4 separate regions of the Mus musculus genome follow, and regions 1, 2 and 3 are each linked to region 4. The links are chromatin contacts, called in public HiCAR-type and HiChIP or PLAC-seq maps. All regions are on one chromosome and are shown on one strand. The core of a region is the stretch at or near the end of the contact, and the rest is flanking DNA. Distances in the headings are between cores, read along the strand shown.

Region 1 (2,700 bases), core at 4-2,503, 1.1 Mb before region 4:
CCATTGTAGTATCTTTGAGTGAAACAACCTATTTCAAACTATACACATGATTATAGTTGATCCACAAAAGCTCTTTTTGACCAATCTAACAGCAAAAGCATAAATAAATAAGGAGTCCAAGCCGGCTGTTAATTTTTCTTCACCTCTGGGTAAGTATAGGGTATTGCTGGCTGTGTTACTTTTGAGGTTCAAGGGTGATTCTATGGGCCATGATTTTCAGTGTGGATAAATACAGCTGAAGAGACTGATGTGTGACCTTTACTTTCCAAACCAAGAGCATGTGTAATCTACCCACCATTAATGCAGTTAATGCCCACATCCATATGCAGGAGAGACACTGGCTCCCCTTGGCCCTGGCCCTGGGCCTAAATGTTTCAGTGAATGCTGAGCCAACAATCCACAAAGGCTCTGAACAGTCTCCGGGAGCCGCCCCAGACTTCGCGAACAAAAATACCCGTGTGTGTGAACTTGCCTCAGAAACCCTTTCCTCGTGGGTTTGGACAGCAGCATCTCAAACAATGCTTTTGTTCAGTGGAATGATAGTGCTCCCGCAGACGCTTATCAATTATTGACTGCTTTTATTATATTCTTAGAAATAAGGTGACGATAAGCAGCATTGCTAACGTATGACATCCCTTTCATTATGAATGACTGAGTGATTTCCACACATTTTAAACTCCAAATAAGGAGGTGGGGAAAGGGATGGTAAAAAGAAAGACAAACCTCATACAGATTTCACCTCACTAACGACTTAATTGGCATCACCCCCAGGGTGAAATGTCCTAACACCCCACAACCTTTTATGACAGGAAGTGAAAATTCCATATCCAATTGGAGCTACAGGGATAATTTAGGGAGGCAGAATGTAATTATCCAATTAGGAATTTAGCCAGAACAGAAAGGTTAATCCCCCTTAGTCCTTTGAAAAGAGCCCATGGGATCTTTAATGACGACAAGGGGTCAGGACCTGTGTTTTACAACTTAAGCCAAAAAAAAAAAATTATTCAGACTTCTAGCTCACTTTCTGGAAAAACGGAGGAGTTCAAATGCATCCAACTTAAGGAGTTCTCCCATATCAGAACTGATTAAAACTCACCCATTTCCTGTATTCCCTTTTCTAGGTTACAGAGTCACAATGTGAAAGTTGTCTGGGTTTCACAATGGAGATGCGGGCTTGGCTCACGACACGAGTGGCATGCCTTCCTGCACATGAGACAGAAAATGGCAGCCCTGGTGCTGACTCAGGGGTTTGGAATGTGCCATTGATGCCTGGCTTGCCTCCAGCTTCAAGCTCAGGATCTGCCAAGTTGGCAGGCTGGGGAATTCGCTGTGGCAATTTTTCAAAATGTGAAGACTCAGTCCAAGGAGAGATTTTGTTTCTACATTTTAACTACCAGGACAAGTGACAGGGTCCCCTTTGACAAAGAGTCTGGTCTAAGACAGAAGAGCCCTACTCAAAGGAGAACTGACGGCATATTTGCAAGTACCTCTTATACAAATAACATCCCTTTTGGGCATTCATTTCAGAATTCTGGCCTAAGGAAATATGAATTACAAATTTTTTGTCTGGAAAGCACAGAACACAGACTTGCTGGATGTAGCAGAGATTCGCAGGTCTTCCTATCAGACAGAGTCATGTCATGGGTATTTACAAGTGAAACATTGCTTTCCTTTGGAGCCTAGCCAATATGGGATCATGGAACAGAGCTTTTTGAATTTTCAAAGCTGATAGTGAAAGTGGACGAGGAGGGGGAGATCTATAAGCAAACAAGTACAGCTTTGCCACAAACACTTTGGTGAAACTGGAACAGTACACGGGGATGTTGTTTATTTTCTAAAAGTTCCTTTCTGTCCCAGTAGCATTATTGAATTTTTTTTATGAGAGTATCAAGATATATACACAACAAATTAGGTTATTTGTCAGAGAAGGTATTAGCAGATTTGGTTAGTTTTAGTGAATCAATAGAAATTGTGGTCTTGTTCAATGCAGAAGGATCAGGTTTTAACTACTAATAATATGTCAGATTAAAATTATCAATGATTGATATTAGAAAATGCATCAAGCTCCACCTTCATGAGAATATCTAAAAAGCTTAGCCATGTAAAATAGAATATAAACACTGTAATATTTTAGACATATTTTTACTTTTTATAAAAATTCCAAGGAGACATTTTGTGTCAGATAATTTCAGATCCCTAAATAATTCTTTCTGTAAAAAGCAGAATAAAAAGATCATTTGTACAGGGAAAGGTGAGTTGCTGTTCTTCATATGATAATAGAATAATGATTACATTTGTACCAAAAATAAGAAAATACAGTCACCAAGTGAGTGAAATGCAATAAAAAATCTGAAATGACCAGTAATAATTAAAATTAATGTTAAGGTAATTTTTGTTCCCTCTTAATGTATTTAATTTTTATCAGGTCTATTGGCACCCGAAAAGACAAAAAGATCTTAATTCCATGTATTCACGATGGTCTATTTAGACCTTTCGTGGCAAAAATTAAAAAGAAAAGACAGATCATATGATTATCAACTGTCCTCTATTCAGGAAGAAGACTGACTGAGATGTCTTATGACTTCCCGATAACCATTCAACAGTTATTAAATTTTATTAGATATTAGGAAGGAAGGATAAAACAATATCTGAGATTCCCAAGACAGATGACTTAAAATAAAGACTTTGTTATTGTTTGCA
Region 2 (2,700 bases), core at 173-2,672, 1.1 Mb before region 4:
CTTACGACAACGCTCTTAGAAACATTAACTGTGTGTTTTCTCGTGTTTGTAGAAAACTCTTAAAGGGGGAGAATTTTTGCATATCTGCAAAGGCTCCAATTATCCCTTTTTTTTGTCAGTAATATTTTAGAGATAACTGGGAGTCTTAATGACATTAGATGACTTTTGTTAACAACACCCCAAATTAAGTTTGGATCACTTCCCAGGTGCAAACATTATCAGTTCAAGCACTGTGAATAAAGGTTAATTTGGAATGACTGACAAAGACTGTAAAAGTTTCTTCTATCTTATTTTTAATTTATTTTGTGACTGTGAGTGACTATTATGCATAATCACAAAAGTTTCCAAATGCATTTCTATTCATATTTCTTTTTGCTCTTCATAATTACCCATAATGCCCATTCTTCCCTTTTATGATGATACCCTAGAATGATGATGAAATGTGGGCATTCAGGTGCTGTTAGCCATAAATCAACACTTTGGGGGCTCAATGGCTTTCCATTTATCTCTGAGATACAGCGTTTGAGGATTGATGCATCCTAACTATGTTCTTAAGTGAGGATTTTCATGTGAATACCAGTGCTAGCATTTAGACAAAGCAAATCATTAATCTGAATCTAAACTTTCTATTAACTATTCAGATTCTTATTTCCCTCCACTCCCCCCTTTTCTTCTCAAGGTCGCAGTACGGTTTCCCATGGATTCTTGAAAATTTGCCTTGAGTTTTCTGTCACTGACGATGTGGAGGCTCCAGTGATTACTTCGCAGCAAAAAAACGAAAGTTGGACGAACCTGGACGGGCCAATCGGGGCATGATTCCCATCACCAGGATTTATCTACTTTAGAAACGAAACAGTTAACCTAATCATCTCATTTTATTGCTAATTTAGAAAGGCTTTTCCCCGCGAAGTACGCTCTCACTTTTCTAAACTCACTGCTTATGACCTGAGTCTTTTATTCATCGCGCCATTACCGACAGCTAATCCCTCTCATGTATTGATAATTGGACAAAACTGGACAACATGCCAACTCCCGAACACCGCATGCCCCTGAGGCTTCTATTCAGCGATTCCTCCCAAACCACATTGCTTTCCAAGTTTGGTTCTTTCATTGCCTATCAATGGGAAACCAGTGAGAGATTTTCTCACTGCTTAGGAATTTGGCCAATTTTAACCTACCCATTGAACTTTCTTCTTAGGAAGAACTACAGTATACGTGGTTCATACGTCTTCCTTTTCTCACACATCCGTGAATAGCCTGCAATTCTTGTTTACTCAAATTATTGCTTTAGTGTATATATTTAAACCATAATTAAACAATAAGTATCTCTTCCAGAACTTAGTTTGTTTTGTGGATCTGAAGCAAATTCAATGGAGAGCTACCCCAGTGTCTGGGACTCATGCAGATTTATCACAGGATTAAGCCACAGGCACTACTTTCAATCTGTTTAATTAGTTCTTAAAATTATAGAAGCCTATGATTTGATACTAAATAGAAATCAATGCAATCCTTTCTTAAGGGGATATTCCATCAAAATTTGAATCTGTATTTCTACGTGTACATGGAGTTTAGGAAGTATTTTCTGTCTTCAAGCTTAATAAACATATTTAATGGCATCTGTCTGCTTGAAACAAGCCTTGGGGCATATGTTAGGAAGCAAGGACAAAGACTTTGGCAACTGAATTATTACAGAATGAAATTAAATGCTTACAACTGGGTAGCATTCATAGAGGCTCACAAAGAGAGGACAATGCAGTTCACACATTCGTGGCTTGAATTTATGCCCTTCCCAGTTCAATGGGAGAGTGTTGGCTGCCTTTCACACCTCCACGCAGCTGCAGAGAAAGCAGAGCCCAGAAAGGGGCACTGGAGCCTCTCTGCTTTGCTTCTCCTTCCGACCTTCATTGCAAAAACAAAAATTTTCTTCCAACATGACCATGTTTCCTCACAGCCTTTAACATACTTCACATGTTGCTTTCCCTAGAAGTCTGATATTAAAACACAGATGGGAAGCCATGCATTTTATTAAATTTAAGCACTTATGTTTAGAAAGGATGGGAAAGTAGCCAATACATGGATCGAAATGACACTCAAGAGTTTAAAAATTGGCCATTTAAGGAAGCTAACTGACTCCAGTCACAGGAAGAAGAAGAAAAGAAGCAGAATAAATATTAAATGGCAAACATGTGGGAAATAGGCAGCACTTAGGGTTGTCTGCCATGTTAGGCATGGTGGCAAATCCCTATTTTCAGTGCCAAGGGCTGAGGCAGGACAATCCAGACAAGGACAGCCTGGGTCTGCACTGTGATAACTCTTCTTGAGAAAACAGGAAGCTGTATCATATTGGTAGAAAAATGGCTTAGTATGTTCAAAGCCTTGATTTGATCCCTATCATTACGGCTAAAAACATTTCAATATCTCTCCACCTCAGTATACTCTTTTTTTTTAAAGATAATTTAACCAAATATTTTTTATTCTTAAATCACCAAAACCTAACTTTACTGTAAATTAGATGGACCCAGAGAATTGTCTTAGTAACTGTCTTATCAGCACAGATGTGACATTAATCAGTTTTCTTATTGCTGTGGTAGAATTCCGTGACAAAGGCAACTTAAGTGGGGGGGGGGGGGCGGCGGAGTATTTTGGCTAGAGGTTGGGGATTACAATCCTTCATGGAAAGTCTTGGCAGAGGCGCATAAG
Region 3 (2,700 bases), core at 201-2,700, 1.3 Mb before region 4:
GAGTCAGAGTATTTAGCTCTAGAGTGTATAAGGCTGACCGTGATTTGATTTTGCTCATTTACATTCCTGGAGAAGAACAGTACCATGTGTGTCTATAATTATTGGAAACACTCGTGTTTCATATCCTCACTCTCCACTGTGGAAGAGGAAGAGAGCTGCCAGGCTGAGCTCATTCACTCCTTTGTCTAAATTATTAACGTCTGGCCCCCGTGGTCCGTAGACGGTATCAGGTTTTCTTTTGCAGCTGGAACTCGATATCTCCAGTTCTCCTCAGGTCAATAATGATCTCCATAACCATCATGGCCTCTTGTCACTCACACGACCAAATTTTATGGGGTTGATACAGACCGAATTAGAAGGAGCTTCCATGGATCAAGGGCAAGAACTGAGGTCTCCAGTAAAAACAGGTTGTCAAGTTCCTGTGTGCTGTTAGAATTCTCTCTCTCTTCTCTCTCTCTGTCTCTCTCCCTCTCTTCCTCTCTCCCTCTGTCTCTCCCTCCCTCCTTCCTTTCCTTCCTTCTTTCTCCCTTTGTCTCTTCCTTTCTGTGCTGGAGATCAAACAAGCCCTACAGCCAAAGTGCTCTACTTCGGAGTCACATCTCAAACCTAACCATCCTTCCATCTTTACTCCTCCCAGAAACTCATTGTGCAGAAGGCAGCCATGTTTTCCTCTGAGGATGAGTCATTCACCTTTTGAAATTAGGATACTAGGAGATAGGTACCACATATGATTTAAAAGCTATTAACTGCATGAGTATGACATGAGAGTCTTTGATCCTATCTGGAACAGATTTCCCTCCATTGTGCTGCAAGCATCAAAGGGCTTAACTTTCCCCTTTCCTATAAGGCAGGTGTCCTAGCCTTAAAAAACAATCTTAACAGCCCTGATTGATTGCAATCAGGAATGCTGCTTGTTTTAACCTTATTCTGGAGGTCTCAAGGAAAAACATCTGATGATAAACACAGTGTCAACTTTGCCATTTTCTGTCACTAATTTGCAGGGAAAGGAGATTAAAAATAAACTAGAAAAAAAAAAAGGAGCCCTATCAGATAAAGCGTGGAAATCCTGAGTATTTTGGAAAACTATAAAGCAATTCCAAATGTGCTTTCCTGGGAATGGACTGGCTAATGGGCTTTAAGTGTTTATTTAAGAAATGCCATAAATATACGGACTTAAGTCACCAAAAAGAGAGAGAATTTCTACCCAGGCTGTCCTAATGAGCGAAAGTTAATTCATACCAACTTTCACATACGCCTTTGTGGGCAGTTGGCCAGGCCCAGAACATTATCTGTTTGACTCACTGGGTCCCTGCCGCTAATGGAATCTAGCTCCTTGTTTGCTGTTGCCATGGAGACGTGATATTCTCAGGCATGTCATGTTCACAGATCAGTAGCAGCAGCAGGCTTGCAGACACACAGCAGCTCTCAGCCTTTGACCATGCTCAGGAATTCACTCTGCAGCCAGCTGCCAGGAAGGAAGTGGACTCTGGAAAGGGACCCTGCCTTCTCCCTTTGTCCTTGTGGGGCCATTGTCATTAAAATAACCTCGAGTCTCCATGAATTCAGTCATTCACAAACACTGTCAAAGGTACAAGAGTTCAAGAGAATCCCGAGGGTCAAAAGGAGGACTAGTTCTAAATCTGTGCTCATTGAACCTGGAAATGACATCCTCTGCCTTTAGATATAATCTTATTCTTACCATAGCAAATCAAATCGTGCTGACTGGCACCAACGTCCAGGCGATTCAGCACCATGAAAGGTTACTGGGAGCAAAGGGGTCATATCCTTTGTGGCACCACTCTGAGAAAGAGACACAGACATGTGTGGGAATATTCTACAAAGAATGGATTCCTCCCACAGTGAAAAGCAAGCCCTGCCAGCCCTCTATAAAGGAAGAGGGCATTCCACGCTAGGCTTATTTTCATGTTTCCAGCCAAAGTTACAAGTACTGAGTTTCCGAGTTCTAAAACATTTGAAGGAAGTCACAGATATTGCGTGAGATTTCTAATTTGCAGATAAGAAGTGACAAGGAGTAAGACAACATGAATTTTCTGAAAAGTATTTTTTTTTGCCCTTTGGAAAGATGCTTCTATTAAATTATGCATAATTTTCACGAGGTGTGAAATTTGCTAGCAAATCGGGCAAATTTAAGAACATTTGTGTAAATGTTTGTCAGCATTGTCCAATGCGGGATTAGAGGTTAATTATAACAATCCAGCTTTGCTATGGTCAGGTTTCTTCCTCGCACTGGAGCTTCTGCTCCTGCCTGAGAATGTGAGAATTAGGAACACCAACAACGCACCGGGCCGAATGGGCAGGACATGAGAAGTTTATGAACATAGAGTCAGGTCAAAATTGGGATGCAAAACAAAGATTCTCGCTAAGAGGTCAGTCCACATGTGGCAGGATAGAGAAGAAGGCATGCACAAATGAGGGTTTTATCTTTTTCATGTGTCTGTTTGCTATGTAATCCAAAATTTTATCTTTCTGCTTCTTCCTCTTCCTCTTCCTCCTCTTCTCTCTCTCTTTCACTGTCTGTCTGTCTGTCTCTCCTTTGGTTTGTCTCTTTCTGTCTCTCTGTCTGTCTCTGTGTGTGACTGTATTTCTCTCTGTTTACCTCTCTGTCTCTGTCTCTCTCTCTGTCTCTGTCTCTGTCCCTCCCTCCCTCCCTTCCTCCCTCCCTCCCTTCCTCCCTCCCTC
Region 4 (2,700 bases), core at 83-2,582:
CCTGGAGGTAGCCTTAAGACTGGTAAAACTTCTCTGATACTTTCCCCTCTCCAGACAGCCACAGTCTCAGGAAAGACTCACCAAATGCCATGTCAACCCCGGAGCAAAAAGAACGTGGAAAACGTAGCACTAGTTCTTCATTTTCTCCTTAGCTGTTGAGTTTCACTTGTTCCTCTCACCCCATCTGTGGTAGAAGTTAAAACAACTTGTCCTTTTAAATAGATTTGGGTTTTCAGCATTACTAGAGTACTGGGAGAGAGTGCTTGCCCCAATTCCACATCCAAACCAAGTCGGTTGTAACCAGCCATCTTCAATTATGCTCTCCATAACTCGACAGAATCAGGAATCAAGGTACCATTAGGTACAAGAAGCAACAAACTTTACTAAAAGAAACAAATATAATATTGACCACGGATACATACAAACTCCCTGAAATATCATTTCTACTCTTCTTACTTCTTGGGGACAGGGGTAGGAAGTGGAGTGGGGAGGGATGGTGTAAAAATCTTAGCTGGTTTGAAAAATAACTCGATCATATTGTCTGAGTTTAAAGTTCTCAAGTCTAATCATAAGTAATAAAGTTGTTAATAGTTGTAATTGGTTTCATTGCTCGATGTAACTGGTGTTTTATTTGTGACCCAACTAAGCTTTGTAGCAAAGTACAGGTGGTTCAGAATCCATAAAAGGGAAGTTATTCCTTCTCAGGCAACTTTTCCCAATAGAAGGCAAAGTGAAGACGGCTGTCTCACACATTATCTCCTCTGCTTTGCTTTTTTTTTTTTTTTGAACACTATAGATCTAGGTTTTAATTTCTCTAGATGTGTGTGTGTATGTGTGTGTGTGTGTGTGTGTGTGTGTGTGTGTGTGTGTGTGTGTGTGTTTGATAGACCTGAAGATGCGTGGCCATCGTGCGTGGGCTCTTGAAAGCAGAGAAGAAACTCAATGTACTCAATGTACACAGAAAAGAACCGCTTTGCTAGCTAGATCAAATGCCCGACCAAGTTCACTTTCCATCCCTTCGCTGGAAGAGGGTCACCCACTGAAAGCGAAAGCTCCGGGGATTTGAGAGGGGCAGCAAGGACGGCTTAGCTTCCTAGGCCTTCTCCCAGTACTCTCTCTTCACACCCCGCTTCAGAGTACTTCTCAGGACTTCCTAATCCGAGGTGCCCACTACGGACTAGCTTCCCCGCGCTCTCCTCAACTCTTACTGGCTCCGCCGCACCCTGGACTCACCCCACACAGTCGGTCCGCTCCATCCAGACTGGAAACAGGTCTGAGTCGGGCAACGCTGGAAGCCACATCTCATCAACACCAATCCACACCAGTCGCCTAGATCTAGGCTGCAGAGAAGCCCGCGACACGCTGCCAATGATGGTGGGGGCAGGGAGGCCATGAAGAACCGCAGCCTCCAGCTGGGTTGCGGCTTTCTTATGGAAATGACCCGCGCTGGCCTACTGGACTCAAGCGGGTTCCATAGTCCCGCACCCCATCTCTCCAAAGCTTTTCCTCCCGCAAACCCTCATCCTCCTCATCCTACCGTGGCTGAACTGGTGGGGGATGAGCTAGAGCTACGCCCCGGCCGCAGAGCGCGGGCCGGGTCTCCCCTCGGCCCGACGGGCTCCAGCTCCGCATTAAATATTCATAGCAATCGCTACTTTCTTAAAGGGGAACCCGCCGCGCGGGAAAGTTCCCAGCCAGGGGGACTCACAAAGGAAGGTGTCTGCTCCCTCCGGTCCTAGGGGTAACCGGGCACACAGCTCCTGAACACTTGGGCGAACAGGGAAGGGAAGGGAAGGGAAAGATCAGAGTACCCGCTCGCCTACAGTCAAGACACTTCCTAGAGACTGCGAAAGAAGAGATATTTGGAAAGCTTTGGAAGCCCCGATCACTCGTCGCATAATTATTTAAAAATAAGTGGTCACATCTAATGCTTCAGGGTTTCCAGGGCCTTTCATTAGTTTCTTTCATTTTATAGTTTTAAAAGGACGGTGGTTTGACTTCATTCAGGCGTCATCCGCCCGGGGACCAGAAAGTTTGCTCTGTATTGCTTGAAACATGCACTCGGGGAACTTAGAAACATCACTTTGAGAGCCTAAAACAAAACCTGCACCTGTCCCATGGCTGATGTGCAGAGCTGGAGCTTGAGAACTCAGAACCCTTGTGGGGGTACTCGTGGGGAGAATTGGTCTGAACCCCAGCGCCACTGCTCAATTCCAGGCCTCTTTCTTCCAGAGCACGGAGGGCCTGCATAGATGTGCAGTCCTCGGCCTTCCGGAGGCCGAAACCCATCTGCCAACTGCTCAGCAGGGACCAGGAGAAAAGCGGAATGGGAAAGGAAGAGGAAGCAGAGAAAGTTCTGGGCCCGCTGCGGAGGAGGCCCTGCCTGGGATGCACCCCCGCCCGGGGCCAGCTGACCCGTGACCGCTCCTCCTGGTGCCAGGCGACGCCCGCGCCCTGGTGTGCTTTCACCCCCACATCCCCCCCCCCAGCCCCCCCCCCCCCCCCCCCGCTCACGCCCACTCCACACTCTCTCTCTCGATAAGGCTCTTTTTGTTCCGGACCAGGAGCACTTTCACAAATGGTTAGAAAGTCTTGAGCGCCATCTAACGGGAACAGCAAAAAGTTGAAAGTGGGTGGAGGTTAGGACCTGTGAGGTGCCCAGGCTGGGCTCCGGAGAGTCCTTTCCCCAACTCTATCCAC

What was found. HiCAR-type assays count read pairs that join an accessible place to other places. HiChIP or PLAC-seq counts read pairs in DNA pulled down with a chosen protein or histone mark.
Region 1: an H3K4me3 HiChIP or PLAC-seq map of embryonic forebrain shows a contact between it and region 4, with 11 times the contacts expected there. The contact joins the enhancer-like site here to the promoter of Pantr2 in region 4. A contact is called at or near these places in 3 of 39 promoter capture datasets (the C10 cell line, hippocampal neurons and liver), 3 of 484 Hi-C or Micro-C datasets (cerebellar granule neurons and cerebellum), 4 of 115 datasets of contacts at active chromatin or transcription factors (differentiating embryonic stem cells, embryonic brain, embryonic forebrain and 1 more) and 1 of 9 other capture datasets (embryonic stem cells).
Region 2: a contact with region 4 is called in a HiCAR-type map of astrocytes, with 9 times the contacts expected there. The contact joins the enhancer-like site here to the promoter of Pantr2 in region 4. A contact is called at or near these places in 4 of 39 promoter capture datasets (the 3T3-L1 cell line, the HPC-7 cell line, hippocampal neurons and 1 more) and 7 of 115 datasets of contacts at active chromatin or transcription factors (astrocytes, differentiating embryonic stem cells, embryonic forebrain and 4 more).
Region 3: an H3K27ac HiChIP or PLAC-seq map of differentiating embryonic stem cells shows a contact between it and region 4, with 17 times the contacts expected there. The contact joins the enhancer-like site here to the promoter of Pantr2 in region 4. A contact is called at or near these places in 6 of 39 promoter capture datasets (the 3T3-L1 cell line, cranial neural crest, frontonasal cranial neural crest and 2 more), 6 of 484 Hi-C or Micro-C datasets (cumulus cells, embryonic fibroblasts, embryonic stem cells and 3 more), 15 of 115 datasets of contacts at active chromatin or transcription factors (craniofacial prominence, differentiating embryonic stem cells, embryonic brain and 10 more) and 3 of 9 other capture datasets (embryonic stem cells, embryonic tail and embryonic trunk).

Annotation. Positions count from the first base shown.
Region 1 is chr1:41,651,593-41,654,292 of GRCm38.p6, forward strand. No RefSeq gene overlaps it. Among named protein-coding and RNA genes, the nearest start is that of Gm35935, 79 kb to the left of the region's middle. Within about 2 kb of position 1,254, at least 64 of the 459 cell types and tissues checked have an H3K27ac peak or open chromatin away from gene starts, as enhancers often do. A contact at or near this core is called in embryonic brain, embryonic forebrain and stem cell-derived neural progenitor cells, where this site is marked.
Region 2 is chr1:41,604,164-41,606,863 of GRCm38.p6, forward strand. No RefSeq gene overlaps it. Among named protein-coding and RNA genes, the nearest start is that of Gm35935, 32 kb to the left of the region's middle. Within about 2 kb of position 1,423, at least 27 of the 459 cell types and tissues checked have an H3K27ac peak or open chromatin away from gene starts, as enhancers often do. A contact at or near this core is called in astrocytes, embryonic forebrain, neural progenitor cells and 1 more, where this site is marked.
Region 3 is chr1:41,388,936-41,391,635 of GRCm38.p6, forward strand. No RefSeq gene overlaps it. Among named protein-coding and RNA genes, the nearest start is that of Gm39631, 140 kb to the right of the region's middle. Within about 2 kb of position 1,451, at least 108 of the 459 cell types and tissues checked have an H3K27ac peak or open chromatin away from gene starts, as enhancers often do. A contact at or near this core is called in craniofacial prominence, differentiating embryonic stem cells, embryonic brain and 6 more, where this site is marked.
Region 4 is chr1:42,712,122-42,714,821 of GRCm38.p6, forward strand. Pantr2 (POU domain, class 3, transcription factor 3 adjacent noncoding transcript 2) reads right to left here and starts at 1,333. Exons shown (of 4, transcript NR_110495.1): 1 at 1,234-1,333; 2 at 82-184. All of the region lies in intron 1 of Gm46091 (predicted gene, 46091), which reads left to right.